Regions from separate parts of the Zea mays genome. Here regions 1, 2 and 3 are each linked to region 4. A link is a contact called in public Hi-C data. All regions are on one chromosome and are shown on one strand. The core of a region is the stretch at or near the end of the contact, and the rest is flanking DNA. Distances in the headings are between cores, read along the strand shown.

The links. A called contact is a pair of places that touch in the nucleus more often than the background predicts.
Region 1: a contact with region 4 is called in a Hi-C map of bundle sheath, with 2.7 times the contacts expected there. The contact joins the promoter of LOC103632450 here to the promoter of LOC100502211 in region 4. A contact is called at or near these places in 5 of 25 Hi-C or Micro-C datasets (bundle sheath, ear, leaf and 1 more).
Region 2: a contact with region 4 is called in a Hi-C map of ear, with 6 times the contacts expected there. The contact joins the promoter of LOC541959 here to the promoter of LOC100502211 in region 4. A contact is called at or near these places in 6 of 25 Hi-C or Micro-C datasets (bundle sheath, ear, endosperm and 2 more).
Region 3: a Hi-C map of bundle sheath shows a contact between it and region 4, with 3 times the contacts expected there. The contact joins the promoter of sfp3 here to the promoter of LOC100502211 in region 4. A contact is called at or near these places in 4 of 25 Hi-C or Micro-C datasets (bundle sheath, ear, leaf mesophyll and 1 more).

Annotation. Positions count from the first base shown.
Region 1 is chr1:24,108,839-24,112,269 of Zm-B73-REFERENCE-NAM-5.0, forward strand. LOC103632450 (30S ribosomal protein S10, chloroplastic) reads left to right here and starts at 1,775. Exons shown (of 3, transcript XM_008654259.2): 1 at 1,775-2,078; 2 at 2,263-2,319. The coding sequence starts at 1,893. It also overlaps the pseudogene LOC118473496 and the pseudogene LOC103632438.
Region 2 is chr1:24,197,351-24,200,568 of Zm-B73-REFERENCE-NAM-5.0, forward strand. It overlaps LOC541959 (serine acetyltransferase 2), which reads left to right and starts at 1,296. Exons shown (of 1, transcript NM_001111613.2): 1 at 1,296-2,560. The coding sequence starts at 1,391. The coding sequence ends at 2,335.
Region 3 is chr1:24,727,307-24,730,547 of Zm-B73-REFERENCE-NAM-5.0, forward strand. sfp3 (sulfate transporter3) reads left to right here and starts at 1,425. Exons shown (of 12, transcript NM_001309873.1): 1 at 1,425-2,158; 2 at 2,579-2,627; 3 at 2,772-2,979; 4 at 3,126-3,241. The coding sequence starts at 1,697.
Region 4 is chr1:24,453,143-24,456,287 of Zm-B73-REFERENCE-NAM-5.0, forward strand. It overlaps LOC100502211, which reads left to right and starts at 1,526. Exons shown (of 1, transcript NM_001196688.1): 1 at 1,526-2,308. The coding sequence starts at 1,679. The coding sequence ends at 2,134.

The sequences.
Region 1 (3,431 bases), core at 525-3,024, 340 kb before region 4:
AATGAAGCGAAGGGTGTCCCTGCCCGTTTTGTCTTCGTCAAACCAGCGACTGCAGCGAAAGGCGACGAGCGAAGGGTGGCGTCTTTGCCTTCGCCCCAACACACCCCCCATCGATTTTTCCTCGGAATGGAATCATGAAAAATTCCAACGAAAACATTTATGGCCTGTTTCGATGACTATGTATTCACCTTTATCCATATTTATTAGAGTATATGTGTGCTGGACATGATGTTGTGATTCCCATTAACATTGATGGAAGAAAAAAAATCTAGTTACCTCACTATACGCAGACTGACGTTGTAGCTAATACTTATTAGGGTATCTTTAACCCCGTTGGGAATACCTGAATTCACCCCAAACGATTTTAAAGATGCTTTGTTGCCAGCCAATGAACCGAATGATCGTCAGCTCGGTTATGTTCGGTCTTTGTTACGCAAACACTTTGTGTGGAATGTATTTTCATTTAATGCTATATTGGTTGATTAGAACTGAGTCATCTTCTCTCTGCTACATAGCCAACAAATCTATTTGCTAACAATCTTCCTCAGAAAAAAATAGCAGGAAAGGAAAGAACTTTAAAAGTACCTGGCAAATATCTGAAACTTGGTATACTATTCATGTCACACTAATTTTATCAATCACAACCAATTCACCTTCTGTCTTCTATGTGAACAGGAAATCTCTACACCTAGCAATCTTCCTCAAAAGAGATAGGAAAATGCATCAAAATGCTTGGCGAATCTCTGAAACTGAGTCAACCACTTAACAGCAACTCAATAGCTATTCATATGCCCCGATTTTTGCAGCTTGCTCTAGGTGAATAAATTTGCTCAGGTGTCAGATGATCTGAACTTACTGTAGCATTATGCAGAAAACCAATCTCCGTTTTTGAAATATTGTATGTCGACTCTTAAGGAACTTGCAGCTCATATTGGTGAGGTGGTTGTTAATAAGTGCTTATCTGCTGCTGCTAAATCTGGCATGTTTGTCAGCTTGAGGACAAGCGCAAAACTCTGGCAGAGATCTGTAAGGTTACTGCTCTCACAGAAGTCACCAAATTCCCCTTTCTCAACCTCTCCTAAATCTGATCGGGACAAGACGAACGTTCATGGATTCAACCTTAATGAGGCATCACGTGCTATGAATTCTGATAGAACAGTCATCACAGCGAAACCAACTTTTGGTGATCGATTGTCGAACAAATCAAATACAGTTCCATCTCCCAGCACCAGCAGGCAGCTTAACCAGGGGGGGGGGGGGGGGGGGGGGGGGGGGGGGGGGGGGGGGCTGCTACTGCAACCGTTCCATCATATTCAAGGCTTCGTGGGCAGCAGTCGGGCTTAGATCTTGTAGCTGCTCTCAAGGGGATTGGGAAAAAGGAGTGCTGGGGATTGTGGTGATGGCCGGGATAAAGAAGGGAAGTGAATAGCTGGTGCTCTGTAGATGTATGTCTGTAGTAGAGTTAGTTTGGCCACCTCTATGGCTCATCATTCTGTATTTCTTTTGCCTCGTGCCAGGAGCTGTGAATGTAGCTTCTCCTATTTGAGCGCTGGTATGGACAGTCTATCCAGGCAAGAAGAAGGTAACTGATTGTTCCTTGAAACGATCAAGTTTATGCCAGCCAGATCGACACTTTTAGCTGAGGTCACAGTAATATCCAATTCCACGATCTTCCTTTCCGAACAAATCATTCATGATCTTCTTCGAAAGTAATGCTAGAGGAGACAGAACTCGCCCATGTTTGCCACCAGACACCTCGCTTTGAAAGTAACAAAGCTGGAGGGGCTCGAGCGCAAATGCCCCTGGAACCGGATAACACACCGCGATAGCGAAGCAGAGGTCTTCCAAAACCCAACGCGGCAAACGGCTTCCTCACCCCCCCTCCCCTCGCCATGGCCGTCCCCACCTCCACCTCCTCCCCGCTCCCCCTCCTCTTCCTCCATCGCTGCACCGCAAACTCTAGCCCCTCGGTTCTCTCCTTCCCGTCCTCCCTCCGCGGCGCGTCCCTCCGCTCCCGGGCCGCGGCCGCACCGCCCGCAGAGACCCTCTCTGACGACGGCATCCCCGACGCGCCACCGGTACGTGACTGAACTGATATTGCCGTGTCTTTTCGCACACGCAGAGTCCAAAACCTGCGAATTTCATGATGGCGTGTACCGCTTGGTTATGGGGGTTACAATTACATGGCGACATTGGTTCAGTTGGCACACTCGTTAGACCTTGTTCATTCGGTGACTAAAATTGTTAACCTCGCGCTTTCAGGAAGGGGCAGGAACGGGAATTCCGTTGCCATCGTCGATTGGGGATGATGGGGAGCAGGTACCTTCCATAGCAGTTAAAAATTTCCCAGATTATTATGTTACCGAATCTTTTGTTCTGATATTGTTGCTTCCTTGATCGAATGAACTGTGAAAAGTTATAACCATAAACCATACAACATGTTTCTCTTTTATTGCTGCATAGCAGTGCACATTTTACTTGTGATTGTTTAATCACAATAAATGGAGAGCACGATGTGCTCTGGGTATTTGTGTAAATGGCATTTAGAAATCGTTCAGGACGCAATGCAATGATGCTAGACAATATCAGTCAGCACATTCGTTTAAGCCGTTAATCTTAGTGTAAACTGTTCTTAACGTGAGTGTGACTTGGACTTCAAAAATGTATGTTTTTGTAGAAGTCCATATCACGTTAGACAGTTTAGCATCCTTAATGCTTAAGCCATGCATAGTTACCAGCACATGATTGAAGAGACTATGTGGGAAATTCATTTCGTTTGTCCTTTAAATCATTCCTATCAGACTAGAATGAGGATATCTGAGGGTCTATGGTGGTTTAGCTTTCCAGATTCTACTTAGCAGTTGAAAGCTTGCTGGATCAAACTTTCAAAGTTTTCTGCCTATTAATGCTCTGTTCCTCCTTGGAATTATTTGACGTACTTGAAAAATGGTGGACGGCGTGGGAGAGGGGGAGGGGCAGCATAGGGAGAGGGAGGGAGGGAGCAATAACTCTATTCTTGCTTAGACTGAAATAGTTATTTGCCCCTATATTTAATTATTTATAGTTCCTATAGGACTTGTATCCCAAGCATCATTCTTATAGATTTGTAATCTTGTTTCCTAACAAACCAATCTTCTTTCTTAAACAAACTCTATCATTATTTTCTAAACAAGCTATATTTTATTTATTCCAAGCTTATTGAAGATTACCTTTGAGTTTCCATCTATTCCGGATTCTCCAGTGCGGGAGGGATTCTAGGGGCAGTAGAGGCCGCGGCTCATCAGGGCCTGGTGTTGGGCCTCAGTTGGGCCACTAGGCCCGACATGGTGGCCCATATTTAGGCCTGTGAGGCTGTGACATACTGACTCATGACTGAAGCCTAGTATCATTTGGCCATCGAAAGAAAGCAAAAAAAAAAAAGACAGCAGTTG
Region 2 (3,218 bases), core at 46-2,545, 260 kb before region 4:
AAAGAACACAGATGTGCAGGGCAAATTAATAAATGATACATTTCTGTATTTTTTTTATATAAGGGAAACATGAGTTCCTGTTTTAGCATGGTAATACATGCGTACACGCAACACAAGACAACTATTACATCCGAAAGAAACGTTGCTTGGATAATGAAACTAACTCAAAGAAGCAAAAAAATGACGAGAATGTGAATCACTCTAGTCATCATCAATTCTTGCATTTAAGCGTCATCCATGATTTGCAAAGACTTCTATCACCACGGCTTTCAACGCTTGACAAACATCAAGGATTTGTTGTTGTGATTCCGTCTTTTGTAGGAGTAATATTTTTTTTGTATCCTGGACCCCTATTGCTTCCCCAAAACCCGATTATATGATTAATGCCAACATGCTTGTCTATTTTTAAGGCAAAGTAAATTATTCTCCATATGTTTCTGACCATATAGCAGTCAAAAAAGAGATGGTGAATACACTCATTACAATTGCAAAAGCTATAAGTCAAGCTACCTTTCCAACGTCTTTTGGCTACATTATCTTTAGTAAGGATAGGTACTCGACCTAAATTCCAAAAAAAAGCCTTTTATTTTCAAGGGGAGCTTAAAGATGTGTTTTGTTTGGCTTTTAGCTTTTGCTTTGGCTAGCCAAACCAAAGGTCTAGATTCAGGAAGCAGCTTTTTCTAAATGCCGACTTTCTCGCAGTGCAAAACTGAAAGCATCCCTGAACCTGCTTTTAGTGGCTTTTGGATGAACTGTGAAAACATATATCGAAGAACTTTTAACGGCTTTTAGTGGTTTCCACCAAACGATTTTTAGCTTTTTAACAGCTCACACCCCACAACAGATTTTTCCACGGCTCACAGCCTACAGCAACTTTTTTTCACGGTCACAGTCCAACCAAACAAACCCTAAGTTTCTAGAGCTTCTTGTTCCGTCCGTTATTGGGATTGTTCGTAACTTTAGTTTCATTATCTGTATCTGGCACCCAAAAATAACTTTAGTTTTATTATCTGGCATCATTATAAATCTTTTGGATGTTAAATAAGAAAGATTTGAAGGTTGGATGCTAAATTGAAAAAGAGCAAATTTTTTTGTTTGTTTGTCGAATAAGAAATTCTATATGAGCAGATGGTTGCCCCACGTATACATTTTTTTTGTCACGCTTCACGCACCTGTAACCCAGACGCAGTCTGCTTCCTCGAAACTTCGCCTTCTCGGTTGCCTGCCTCCGCCGCCGCAGGCAGACACGTATATATAGGAGCGCAAACACCTTGCCCTGTCTAAGCGGCCACAACCTCCCAGCCGTCGCTAGTCGCTCGCTCCATCACCGATAACCAAGATCCCAAGACCTCCTCCAGCCTCCTCTGCTCTCGCGCCGGCACCCGCACGCATGGCTGCCTGTGTCGACAAGTGGCACCCCACGCACGCCGGCCGCCTCACCGGCGCCATCTACCGCTACTTGCCGGACGGCGCCACGGACCGCGCGGTGGCCGCCGCCGCCGCCGCGCCGGCGTCCGCGAGCGGCGGCGACGACGACGACGTCTGGGACGAGCTGCGCGCGGAGGCGCAGGCCGACGCGGACGCCGAGCCTCTGCTCCGCAAGTACTACGCCGACCTCGTCCTGTCGCGCCCGTCGCTGGAGGCCGCCCTCGCCGCGCACCTGTCGGCCAAGCTCTGCGTCCCCGGCGCGCTGCCGCAGGACGCGCTCCGGGACCTCCTGGCCGCCGCACTGGCCGCGCGCCCGGAGTCCGGCCGCGCCGCGCGCGCCGACCTCCGCGCGGCGCGCGACCGCGACGCGGCCTGCGGCCGGATGGTGCACTGCTTCCTCTACTACAAGGGCTTCCTCGCCCTGCAGGCGCACCGCGCCGCGCACGGGCTGTGGTGCGAGGGCCGCTCCGCGCCGGCCTTCCTCCTCCAGAGCCGCGCGTCCGAGGTGTTCGGCGTCGACATCCACCCCGGCGCGCGCATTGGCTCGGGGATCCTGTTCGACCACGCCACGGGCATCGTCATCGGCGAGACGGCCGTCGTTGGGAACGACGTCTCCATCCTGCACGGCGTCACCCTCGGCGGCACGGGAAAGGAGTCCGGCGACCGGCACCCGAAGGTCGGGGACGGGGTGCTGATCGGCGCCGGCGCCAGCGTGCTCGGCAATGTGCGCGTTGGAGCCGGGGCGAAGATTGGAGCAGGGGCGGTCGTGCTACGGGACGTGCCGGAGGGGACCACGGCCGTCGGGAACCCCGCCAAGGCGGTCGGGAAGAAGGCGGCGCCGCAGCGGCGGCCGGAAGAGCAGCCTGGGGTCACCATGGAGCAAGGGTGGTCGGACTACGTGATTTGATAACTTCCAGAGGGTCTGTTTGCAAATATTTAGTGCAGGAGAGTTTCCCTCCCAGAAGATATTTAGTCAAGTCGTTATTGAGAGATAGGTGCATTGCCGTTGCTGCATTGCATAAAGAGGGAGCTCAATTAGGCATTGAGCCCTAGAGCAACTCCATATTTTTCTTTGTTTTGCGTGAGGGGAATAACAATACTATATGCATCTGATAAGTTATCGGTTGCTTGTACATATACTTTCAAGCTATAAATTATTGTGTCCGCATGTTTCGTTTCTTCTCCTAAGGGCTAGTTTGGCAAACCGCATTTTTCTATGGGATTTTTAATTTTTCAAGGGAAAATAAACTAATTTCCCTTGAGAAAAGAAAAAAACCATTGAAAAAATGTGGTTTCCAAACTCCCTAAACTTATAAAACCCCAAGCAGGACATAAATGAGATGTTCGCTTTGAAGAATCACTAAATTCTAAATAAAGTGATGCATCATAGATCCATTCTTCAAATTTAGTGAGATGACCAGATGACCACATTCCTCATATTAGTACTAACTAAATGAGGAATGATTTGGTGATGGATCAACTCATTTCATTTCGCAAACCAAAAAAGAGTAAGAAGATGATAGACTAGCTCATTCTTTAAACCAAACACTCTAGAAGTCTATCCTGCAGGAGACTTTATAATTATACAGTACTCCACTATCCATGTACAGACTTTGACCAAGTAGAGTTGGATATATAAGCCTCTGCTTCAACCAGTAACGGAACATATTCGGTAAGCAGATTTGATAGTTGACTCATGGTCATGATGACTGCTTCAAACCACTAGAGCATAGATATTGAATAGCATGTTTTAATCATGTATTATGTTTTGGATTTGATATAGACTAGTT
Region 3 (3,241 bases), core at 175-2,674, 270 kb after region 4:
GATAATGCCGATAGCTCGTATTAAGAGGTTGGAAGAAAGTAGGATGATATAGTTATCAGTGGGAGATGACATGTATATAGGTTGTATGTTGAGATAGAATTTGCAATGACGATTAGCTTTATAAGAGATATAGATATACATAATTATGTCCAAATTTTTAGAGACATGCTCTTATCTGCTTTTGGTATTATCTGTCCCATGTTATTTTATTCCAAATGGTTCGGTATCATTTATTTTTCACTCCAACTCGGTCCCATTCATATATATATAATAATAGTAGTACTCTATCGGTTCTAAGATACATTACTTCACTACTTTCTCTATCTCAAAACAATTCTCGCTATGGTATTCGTGTCGGCCAACTTTCTTTAAGTGTGACTAAATTTATAAAAATATTAATAATATCTCTAATAAGTCTCGTGATTGTATAATCGAAATATGTTTAGCGATACTATATTAATATTTCCTTATATATTTAGTTAAAGACAAAAGATGATGCTTTTTCAGAAAAGGAGAACGATGCTTACGGTAAGTTTGGTTTATGCCCCGTTTGTTTCCTTTTATTTTCAGGAATTGGAATCTTACTAATGGAATAGACTATTTTTTTAGGATGTGACATTCTACCACTTTCTAAAGTTATCATATAAGTCTATCTCAAATTTATGGGATGAGAAATGAAAATTGATTCTATAAATTTGCATACTATTTTTCCGATGTACAACTTATAGCACACTCTTCTACTTGCTTCGCTATAACATAAAGTAGTATATAACTATCTCTCTTATATGATTTAGGATAATATATAAATATATTACATATATAAATATATGAATTTAATTAGTTTTGTGTAAATTATAATTATTAAAATGGAATTGAATTCCAACGAAACAAACGAGGCCTTAGCTTTTTCCGACGAGCAATCGCAATTCTAAGAACCTAGATTTCTAGAGAATTCAGCAATGGAGAAAATCCAAATATTGTGAGCCTTACGTGCGAAGAAAGATCTGAATAGGGTTTAATTAGATCTAGGAAGTGATGGATTTGATGTTCACATTAATCTAGACGATTTTCATGAAAGCAATTTTCACAGAAGCGGGTTAAGTAGCGAAGCGTTTACCTAGAAGCTGATTTTGACGGACAGAATCTGATTTTAATATGAAACAAACGCCCCTTAGTTTGATACAGACGGAGAAGAGGGTATGAAAAATTGAACGGAGGAAGTACTGTTAATACATTTGCAGCATCACATTCAATTAATCATCGCAGGCGGCAGGCGAAGAAAAAGTGCAAAAGGCACTCCGCGAAACGCCTCCCACTCCGGTGAGCAACAGATGACTGATGATGCATGTGGCCTTCTTTGTGGCATGGTCCATAGCAATCCACTACCAGTCTACCACACCCGGCCAGGCAGCCCATATATAGCAGCATGTCAAATTTGCTCCGGCGTCCACACCACGCCCCTGCAAGTGATCGAGCATTTCCTCCCCCGGCCGGGACGGGGCTCATCCACGCTCGGGGACGGGATGGATGTCTTCTTCCTCTAACCGTACCCACGGCCTCTTGCCAGAGAATCATCCCATATCTTCGTCCCGTCCGTCCATATGCATGATCCATCGTCTCCTAGGCTAGGGCCGGTGATGTTTACACGAGAGGAGGGGGAGAGGAATTCTAGCCAGCTGCGCATGTGATCGTTGTCATGCCAACCGTACCGCAAGATTCTCCGTCCAGCCGCCAGAACCAAGAAACCCTTTTAAAGCCAAGGGAGCTCCAGCTCCCGAGTTTCCCCAAACACTTCATCCAGGCTCCAGCCATGGAGGCCTCGGCAGCGGTCGAGTCGTCGGCCGCCGTGTCTGTCTTCGAGGTAGTATCCAGCAAGCAGCGGCGGCCGCCGGACACGGCGAAGCTGGTGCTGAATAGCCCCAGCCCGCCGAGCCTGCGGGAGGAGCTCGTCGGCGTGGTCGGCAAGGCGTTCCGGCCGCGCGCCCACGCCGGGGCCGCTGCTGGCGCCGGTGGCCGCCCGCCGCCGCGCCGCGCGTGGGTCCTCACGGCGCTGCAGTGCGTGTTCCCGGTGCTGCAGTGGGGGAGGAGCTACACCCTCGAGTCCTTCAGGAGTGACGTCATGGCCGGCCTCACTCTTGCCAGCCTTGGCATCCCTCAGGTATGTATTGTAGGCGGTCATGTCATGTTCACACGCTTGCTTGCTCAATTCACGCGTCAGGTTTAATTTTAGCTCTGGTTGCTCTCAGAAACTTTACTACACACGTCTTCGCTTGCTGAATAGTGATCTCAGCAAGAAATAACAACCAACAAGCTAGAATTGAATTCAACACGTCTTCAGGTGAAAACTGACAAGTGTGTTTCTTGCACTAAATCTCTAAAGCAATGAACCCTGAGACAAAACATCAGTTATACTACTAGTGAGGAAGCCACCATATATCTACTTGAAAGACCATACATATGTAGATTTTGCCTTGAAATTTTCTGATGTGGATGTGGATCGAGTTTTTTTTTCTCTCTCTCGCTCGTCCTTGTCTAACCCGTGACTCCTTTGGATTGGTTGTCGGACATGATATTGTAGAGCATTGGATACGCCAATCTAGCCAAGCTGGACCCTCAGTACGGTCTTTGTAAGTATCAGTCACAATAAGCCTATCTCTAAGCTAGATTGATTATTCAAAACAATTTACCGTTTCTTTCTCTAGACGACCACTCATTTGTTTTGTACTACGACTACCTCTCTTTTTTTTTCTCTCCCTGGTGGTGGTGAAAAGACACGAGCGTCGTGCCACCGCTGATCTACGCTGTGATGGGGACATCGAGGGAGATCGCCATCGGGCCAGTCGCCGTCGTCTCGCTGCTGCTGTCCTCGATGATCCAGAAGGTCGTCGACCCGGCCGCCGACCCGGCGACCTACAGGTCGCTCGTCTTCACGGTGACTTTCCTCGCCGGGGTCTTCCAGGTCTCCTTCGGCCTCTTCAGGTACGTGCGGTCTGCTTGATTAGCAGGCGTGTGTTCCTGCGGATGAAGCACGTACTCTGCTCCCACACGTGTCGTCGAGATTGGTGTACGTACGTATGGTCTTGTTTCTTACCTATACATGTTGTCGGTTCGTCACGTCGTCCCAGGCTGGGGTTTCTCGTGGATTTCCTGTCGCACGCTGCCATCGTGGGGTTCATGGGCGGGGCGGCCATCGTGATCGGGATGCAGCAGCTCAAGGGGCTGCTTGGCCTCGCCCATTTCA
Region 4 (3,145 bases), core at 276-2,775:
GCCGGGCTTGCTTGATATGCATGCTTGTTGGCTTGTTGCGGGTAGCTAGCTAGCACAGCTGGGGTAGAGATCATGCACAGAGTCCGGTAGTGTTTGTTTTTTCCCCCTATGGCAAAACCCATATGATGACGACCATGATGATTTAGCCTAGCTAGGACACTTTGCATGCATACTTTACGTCATTTTTAAAACACCGTAGCACGTATAAATATATAATCATTAGCTTATTAAACTTAGAAAACTACAGAAAGCCAATAAAATCAGGCTTACTGTATAAACTCATATTTTCCGAGCTTCTGACTTTAAACAAAAAGCTACCTGTTTGTTTCAGCTTCTGCCGTTTTAGATCGAGAAGCTCTCAAACAAACATGGCCTAAAACCAGTCGGTTTTGGCAGTAGAGGAATTAAACCGTGCATGAGGCGGCCGGGCTTGGTTGCTTATGCATGCTTGTTACAGCTAGCACAGCTGAGCTGGGGTAGAGAAGAGAGATTATATCATGCATAGAGTCCGGTAGTGTTTGTTTTTTTCGCCCTCTGGCAAACATATGACGATAATGATGATGATTTGGGCCTAGCTATAGGATTCTTGCATGCATATTTGACCTCATTTTTAAAACACCGTACCATGTATAGAATATGTAATGAGGTTAATTAAACCTAACCCACCGGAAAGCCTCAACTTGCTCCAATAACAGTCCAACTGTTCCAGGTAAAAAAAATAAAAACAGAATCCATGAGTCAGAGAGCCGGTAATGTTGTTTAAGGCAATCTTAACGCTTCATCTGGCTGGTCGGCTGGTCGAAGCACTAACCCATGCTTCGCCCGGACACTAGAAGCCCTGCAACCAAACAACAGAAAGCATCAAAGCGACTCGATCTCACCCCCTACTACACAGTACACACGCGCCGCACCAAAACCTCCCAGGGGGAGCGGGGGTTAAACAAAGAAGCGGAGTTGGAACGGTTCACCGCCTTGCATTGGGGGTGCTCCTGTCCCGATCCATGACATCAAACAAAGGCAGGGATAAAGATTGAGGAACAAGGAGGGCGGGGACGACAAGGAGAGAGGCAGCAGCAAATAAAAAGAAAAAGGCCCCCACCACCGGCTTCCATGGCAAGGGTTAGATGACAAACGCCATCGCAAAATCCTATATGGCCATATTCCCGCGCGCGATCTCGCGCCAAGCGCTAGCCTCCACGCTGGTTTTGTACTACCTCCCCGCCCTCTACCCAGTACTACCTTTTAAAAGTGGCGCCTCAGCCTTCACATCCAATCACCAAACCCTCCCCCGGCCCCACCATACCCCGCCAGGCCATTTCCCCCTTGGACTTTCCATGCCTCACCCTGATTCCCTTTCCTTCTCCACTGCAAATTGCTACTCCTCTGTATTGGAATCCATTGGAGTTGGGCACAGAAACACATGCAATCAGTGTGTGAGTGCGTGAGCGCAGCAACCAGCAAGAGGACACCACGCCCTTCCCCCCCTTATATATACCCCATATATCTCAGCTCAGCCACCTCGACCGGCTGCAGCTACCTGCTTGCTTGCTAGCTAGCTCCAAACAGACCGATAGATACAACCCCCGGCCCTTCACATCATCAGTCCACACACCCAACCCAACAAGCGAGTCACGACTGAAGCTGCAGCCTAATAGCTAGCCGCTAGCCTAGCAGTCCAATGAGAAGGCACGGCGCCAGCGAGGCCTCCCCTTCCATCATCCACACGTCCTCCATAGCTCTCCTCCAGGAGAGGTTCAGAAACCTGCAGAAGGTGAAGGAGATGAGGGAAGGCAGGGAGCTGCAGAGGGTGCACGCTGCTGATACTACTACTACCACCACCAACCGCACCGCTTCGTCGCCGTCGTCCTCGTCGTCCCTGTCGTCGGCTCTCAGCCTCGGCCTCCAACAGGCCGCCAACGCCAACGACCACCCGAGGTGGTTCTTGCACCCGGACTTGATCCGGCCGTCCAGGCCGCTGCGCGGACACGCGTGCCACGGCCTCGGCGCCACCGGTGGTGGTGTCGTCGTCCAGACGACGTCGCCGCCGCCACTACCGCCGAGCTCATCGTGGGGAGGAGCGCAGAATTCGGGCTATAGGACTGATATAGATGTCGATACCTCGCTCCATCTGTAATCTCTTCTATAATAAGCACGTATGGCCGTGCTGTTCTTTCGTTGCTTTTTTTTTTGGTATGGCTTGTCAGTTTCCCGGCCTTATTTGCAGCTAGCTAGCACTACGTACTTCTTCTGTCGTCTCGCGGCCTGCCTTGTAACTGCTTGGGTACTTTTACTATATATGAGGCTTCCTAGATCGATGATATAAATCCGCATCGTATCTCAAAGGTATTATTTACAACTTAAGTAACTAACAGACTTAATTACACGAAGTAGAGAAAAAAAGGATATTGGTAGATCACTCATCATCAACAAGTGCACTAGTCGCAAAAGTGAAAAATAACATCGACGGTACTATAGCGTCCACTACTTTGAAGGCTATATACTATCTATGCATTTCGACAATAATGCTAGCTAACAATATGTGGAGTGCTACCAGTTGTTCAGTCAACCACGAAAACGTGTACCACGTAGTACAATCCTTTGCGGTTTACATATTTTAATTTGATGGGAACATGATTATTATATCCCAAAATTTCCGATCACCACGACGACAGCATTGTAATTCCAAATGTTATCTTGTAATATATATAACTAGCTGGACTACTGATGGGCAAATAAATTTTGATTCAGCTTAAAATATACCGCGATGCATGCTTTAGTTAGTTAATCTCACGTCCATGCATGCCAAGAGGAGAAACATCACATGGGTTTACTAGAACTGGCATGCCAATGCCACCTCTCCATCATGCAGTGCAGGAACTGAGGTAGATCACGGACAGTACGTGAGCCACACCAGTTCGGCGCAGTCCACTCCATTTAATAGGGTGTGTGCCCACATCAGAAATACGTGCTCTGAACAGCGGGAAAAGATCAAAGGTTTAATGCAACGTGTGATCAGGGAAACACAGGTCACGGATAGTGCATGAGCCGACACGGATGGTGCATGAGCCGCCAGTTCTACTGGCCATGTATTTGATATTCTGTGCCAACTGCATGACTGCAAGCTGCCACATGTGTACGGTAACAC